Linked DNA regions of Gasterosteus aculeatus: region 2 is linked to region 1. Evidence: chromatin contacts called from public Hi-C data. All regions are on one chromosome and are shown on one strand. Each heading gives the region's core, a stretch centred on a gene start, on an enhancer-like site or on the middle of the called end of the contact. The rest is flanking DNA. Distances are from core to core; before and after follow the strand shown. Region 1 holds the start of nanp (N-acetylneuraminic acid phosphatase). Region 2 has its middle 15 kb from the start of opn3.

Evidence for each region. Hi-C and Micro-C count contacts between places; a contact is called where the count stands out from the background.
Region 2: a contact with region 1 is called in a Hi-C map of whole body, with 6 times the contacts expected there. The contact joins the enhancer-like site here to the promoter of nanp in region 1. A contact is called at or near these places in 3 of 6 Hi-C or Micro-C datasets (skeletal muscle, tail fin and whole body).

What each region holds. Positions count from the first base shown.
Region 1 is chr6:5,060,969-5,063,961 of fGasAcu3.hap1.1, reverse strand. It overlaps nanp (N-acetylneuraminic acid phosphatase), which reads left to right and starts at 1,530. Exons shown (of 2, transcript XM_040178104.2): 1 at 1,530-1,716; 2 at 2,461-2,993. The coding sequence starts at 1,627.
Region 2 is chr6:5,146,110-5,149,102 of fGasAcu3.hap1.1, reverse strand. No RefSeq gene overlaps it. Among protein-coding and RNA genes, the nearest start is that of opn3, 15 kb to the left of the region's middle. Within about 2 kb of position 1,617, at least 1 of the 9 cell types and tissues checked has open chromatin away from gene starts, as enhancers often do.

The sequences.
Region 1 (2,993 bases), core at 281-2,780:
TATATAAAAAAACAACTACAAGGGAGGGTCGGAAGGACATAAAGGACATAAAGGACGATAATGACGTATTCAAGCGCATGGAAAAACGAGGCAGATCATGTATACACTCGTGTTTTCTTCCTCCTGATTGGATGTTTGGCCGAATGACACCCTCAATGTTCGTGCCCAGTTGAGAGTTATAATATATATACTATATAAAATATACCATGTGCAGCCACGGCCACCTGCACAGATAAAAGAGGAATGGTGTCTAGCAGACGAAGACACCAGGTCTCACCAGTCCCTCAGAAGAATCACTAGCAGCCTGTTAGGGGGGTCATTTGCTGTTGTCCCCCCCCTCTCCCTCTATCCCTTCCTCCATCAAAAGGGGAATTCCATCTTTGCACTGGTTCACTCTTCACACGTGCTTACGTTTCTCTTGCCGTTTTAAGGTTACGGGCGATAAAAGGTTTTGAGCTTATTTGCTGCACGCCTGTCATTTAGACAAGCGTGTTCCTCCTTCGCATGCAAGCGGTAGACGTGGATTGTTCTCATGGGTAATAGCAGTCTAGGCTTCTCACATCATTTTTTGATTTATAGTTGTCATTTTTTTTGACCGAGGTGATTAAAATAAATAGGTCAGGACGGTTGTTTTTAAAGACGAGAGCACATGAGCTGCAACTAAGAATGCTGTTAGGTAATGTGAGAAACTATTGTTGTGATTTCTGGGGATTAAAACAGGCCTGCACACTGTTGCGTGTGAACCTCTGGCACATTGCCAGTTAAGAGAAGTTAAAGGAAAGGTTGCATAATAGTTTTGGTATGTTTTGAATTCTAAAGTGTGTCTCATGTGTGTTTTAATTGGCAACATGCATGGTCAAGTGTCACGTAGAGGAAATTTGATAAGATAAGTGATGACACTGACAGTTCTTTGGATTATTGCGGTCTATAAATAATTTATAATGAAAGTTTAATATAAGCAGGTTTTTGTTACAGTTCAGTCGGAAATTAGAAGCATGCCCATAAGGGAAAATAGCTTGTGCTTTCTAGAACCCTGTATAATAACGACGCAAAGCAAAATCCTCGCTTTAAGACTTTTTATATATATTATATATTGAAAGCGGTTGTTTTGTTTTGGCGTAGGCTGCGGCCCACAGTAGCCTGTTTCATAATAAAAGAGCACGTCAGCTTCATAAGCGAGAGCCACTACAATATATATAATCACGTTTTTTTCTGATTTGTTTTTGTGAGCCAATCCTCAATACTTATATTATATATGTAAATAACATTTTTAAATTAAATTAAAGTTTTATCGACACAACTGCTGAGGTACAAGCCGGCCTCTTGACTTTATTTTGAAATGGCACAAACATTTATATTGTCTTGTCATTTAAGTGGTTATAAGTGAAGTGTGATCTGAGAATATTGTGGCCAAAAAAAGAAACTCCAACACAGCTTGTATTTTTGATTTAGTGGCGTCCTCTCGAGGGAGAAACTCGCCAGCGCTGCACACACATATAAACTAAACTGCAACTCCCACCATGCAGTTCGCCCGGCAGCGGGCTACTTCCGCACCGGGCTCAGCGCGCGCTGTCTGCGGTGTGAAACACGGTTGTTCGGGGGGAGGGAAGCAGTCGCGCCGCGGCGATGGACGGTCAGGCCGTGAAGGCGATACTGTTCGACCTGGACAACACGCTCATTGAGACGAGTCGGGCGGGAGGAATGGCGATCACAAAGGTGATGACCTCACTCGTCCTGTAGCATTTACAGCTAACGTTAGCTCCCGTGTCTGTAACGCTGGCAGAGACTGCTGATAGCAACGGCTCCATGGACTCAGTTAAAGGGGCCCTTCTTTTACTCTTCTTCATGATGGATCGAGTTACTTAATACAAATAAAGTTGTACATAATAAGTGATCATTACACCTAATGATCACTTATTATGTACAACTTTATTATGTACAACTTATCTCTGCCCCCCCCCCCCCCCTCACACACACACCTTATTGTGTTTGCACCTGTCAGGGTGGGTCAACTATCACTAATATTTGTACATGGAGTTTAGTGATCTCGTGTAGAGCTCTGCCCCACTAAAACCTGATAAACGATGGAAGTATAAGGTATAGATCCTGCTTGATGACTCCTTTTACTTTACATACTTTAATTGTAGTTTTTTTATATGATCAATAAGTCAAATTATAAGGAAGGTCTGAATCCTGGATGAGGTTTAATGTATCCGAGACGTACGTTTTGCCTGATTTGGTTAGAAAAATAACCAACCAGAAGCCCCGTGGTTAAATCTTTCTCTGAATGGGTGTTTTAAAGCCCCACCTCGACCTCAACGGTCTGTACCACCTGCCTCTCCCACCGTGGACAGTTTTCTTGCACTTTGATTTAAACTTGACCAGCTATCCTTGACCACTTGTGTATATTTGCATAAATGTTCTATATCCTTTAATGTTTTTTCTATTTCTATCTTACAGACCAGTGAACTTTTGAAGACTTCGCTGGGCGTAGACGACATCACCGTCAGCAGTATTTGTGACAAGTTCAAGCAGAAGCTTTTCCAGGAGACCTTTGACCCCTCGGCCGGCAGATCTATTGATGAGGTCCGCGTGGGTCACTGGGAGGAGAGCATCCTGGAGGCTGCGGGCAGTCGTTGCCCCCCACACTCGCTGGCTTCTCAGTGCTACTACCTGTGGAAAAGCAGCCGCCTGGAGTTCCTCAGTCTTTCCCCTGAGATCCGCGCCCTCCTGAGGGAGCTGCGCGGCCGATACAAGCTGCTGCTGCTGACCAACGGGGAGGCTCAGACTCAGAGGGAGAAGGTGGAGGCAGTCGGATGTGACGAGATCTTCGACGCCATCGTGGTTGGGGGAGAACACGCCGAGCAGAAACCGCTCCTCTCCATCTTCACGTTGTGTTTCAACATGCTCCAGGTGGAGGCCCGGGACTGTGTTATGGTGGGAGACTCTCTGGACACGGATATTCAGGGGGGCTTCGACGCCAAAGTACGGGC
Region 2 (2,993 bases), core at 368-2,867, 85 kb before region 1:
TCGGGGTTTTAATGAACAAACATATCGGATCAGACTAATGTCCCCTTTATCAAACGATGCATCGTCCCCAACTTCTTCTTCGCTCACGTGACCTTTGCTTCGTCACTATTGATCGATGGCTATCTGTAAGTAAAGAAAGGCCCCAGCAGACACAGACCCAGCTCTTACAAATCAAACATGCCAAGTGGGCGTGGTCAGGAAAAGTCCCAAAGGACAGCAGGGTCAACAAAGCACAGCACAACCCAGCAGTCCCCCCTTTAAAACAAGTTACTGGATTATAATGGCTTATACATATCGATTGCAGGTGGATTAAACCACTTTTCCTCCTCTAACAATGCGATGATGTTGATTGGGTGTCTAATAAAGGATTTACTGCACACACCTGAGAGAATGGAGATTGTGTCGATGGTTAATGATTAGAAAGAGACTATTATAAACATGACAGCTTTTATCAACAGGCGTCAAAATTTCATAGCATAATGTGAATTACCAAAGCACATTGCATTAATGTTGGTTCCCTACAAGTGTTTCAATACACGTTTTCTCTTCTTTATTGACGTCTTGTATGTTCATAGTTTGTGTTGCACCTTGTTCTTTCGAACACTAGATGGCGCATGAGGTTAAATAATTAACACCATGTTGCAGTAAAAAGAACATTGTGCTTATGTTTTTCATTGAGGATTTCTTGCGGTGATGAATTAAAAACCCCTTGATTCATACCCCCCCACCCCCCCAACTCTATATGCTGGAGGCACCGAACACTAGTTTGACAGTTCAGTCCTCTTTGAAGAGCTTTCCCTCGTTTCTTCATCAGGAAACACGCCACCGAACTCCAGCGGATTCACGTCCTGTCTGTTCTTTGCAGACTAATTATCTTCCCACAGTTAAACATGTAGCTGTCAGTCAACGTGTCAAAGGTCTCCCGGGCTTCTCTGATGCGTCGCCTCAAAGCGCTTTTCACCATGTTTACGTTTCACGCAGAAATATTGCGCGCAGGTTTTAGCAATGTCAAGGCCGCAAACTGAACCGTGACCCCTTAAGAACAAACAAAAACTTTGCACACGGCTTGCTGTGTCCATGTAATTGGCTTAAACACGACACACAAAAAAGGGTTTCATGTGAGATTACAGAGCGGATTTAGAAAAGAACATCATTTTGTAAGATTTCAGTCATACGGCAGCTGTATTGTGACCACTCCACTTTCTAAGTTGTTAAACTCTTCTTATAAGATTTATGTAATTTAGATCCCCCCCCCCCCCCCGCCCCCCGGATCGGATCATTTTAGGGCTTTAACGGATCAGTTCGCATGCAAGGATTAAGCTCATTTGCCAGATCAGAGCCAGCAAGAGGCCCTTCTTAATACAACAGCGGTCATAATACGTTGGTGCTGAACTTAAACAGTTATATATATATATATATATATATATATATATATATATATATATATATATATATATATATATGTTCTCATCTCATCTTTCTTTTCACAGTCAAAGTCCTCGTAGAACAAAAACGTCCCAAAAGTGCCTCCCCAGTGTGCTAGATCTGTGAATACTGAAACCAGAGCCCCACTACGAGTCCACCCAGTGCCGTGTTGCTGTTACTGTTTGTTTTGGGTCCCTGTGCCATGTGGACAAAAGGATCACAGAGAGAAATGATTATCTGTCATCAGATGGACGGAGGATTTTATGATGGCAGGGTGCCACCCAGTGGTTCCACAATAAGACACAACAAAGAGAGCAAAGAACCAGAAGAAGCTCAACGCCAAAAGAATAATCACATTTTTAACCACAATCACGTTTTTTCCTACATGAGAAGGAGTTAGTCGGGAATTGCAGCAATCGTCAGACCACAACGCTTACTCCTCGTCTGGTGTCTAAAATTGCAGTATTTTTCTACATTTACTTTTTTTCTCTACAGGAGTTTCCCTTGAAAGCTTGGATCAAAGTTGACTGATAATAATCACACAACAGAAGATGAGAGGTTCGTCATCGGAGGCGTTGTCGTGTCATTTTGTAATAATAATTTTTCTTCATGCAAGCACATCACAGTTAAATCAACCTTTGATTGCATTAAAATACTTAAATGTAATAAATTGAGCACAAAGGAGGTAAAAGGTCATACATATTGGCGATTGAAAAGAATGACCGACATAAAGGGCATTACAATAACTATGAATGCAATTTATAAGCTGTGTATAACTTCCCTATTAGGAAAACAAATAGTTTTACTTGTATTAAATCAACCACAACATCGGCCACAACTTTCCCAAATGTTATATATTTTTTAAATCTTGATCCACCAGATCTTAGTGATGTAACACTTATAAGACCGGTATGATTCAAGTGGCATAAACCACACCAACACCAGCCCTAACTGCCCCAAGCTGAGTGGGTCATGTCCGTCTCTGCTCCTGGCGGCGGGGGCGCTGAACAAGGGGGGGCATGTGACATGTTTGGTGACCGTTTCTGACGCGGCAGCTAATGAGCTACCGGCACGCAAGCCGCTCATTAGCCAGCCGGACGAATTAGCAGGTTGCATGCAAAGGACTTGGGATCAGGCCAGGCCACAAAACAGTTGAGTCATTCCACTCCCCCCCCCCCCCCTGGAGTGAGCGTAGATAATCTCATTAGTAAAACATAACTTTTGTAAAAGAGCCTTAGAAAAACCCTTGATTGAACATTTTTTTCAGCCTGCAGTGAGATGTTATATTTCCACCGTCTTTACGTTGCGTGATGCGGTTCAATCCTATCGCCGCCACCCAAACGGCGCAGGCCGTGCTTAGCTCTCTGCCGACCCTTTGACCCCACCCTGCTACGGGGGATGATGGAAGTTGGACGACCCCGGAGGTGCCGTGATTATCTGAAGATCCTCCGAATTATAAGGTTAAAGCTCAGAAATGTTAATTGTCGCTTTGATCGCTAATACGCGTCAGGCCTCACAATAGTTTACAGCAACCCATCTACAAAATAGATCCCTGATTACAATAGACG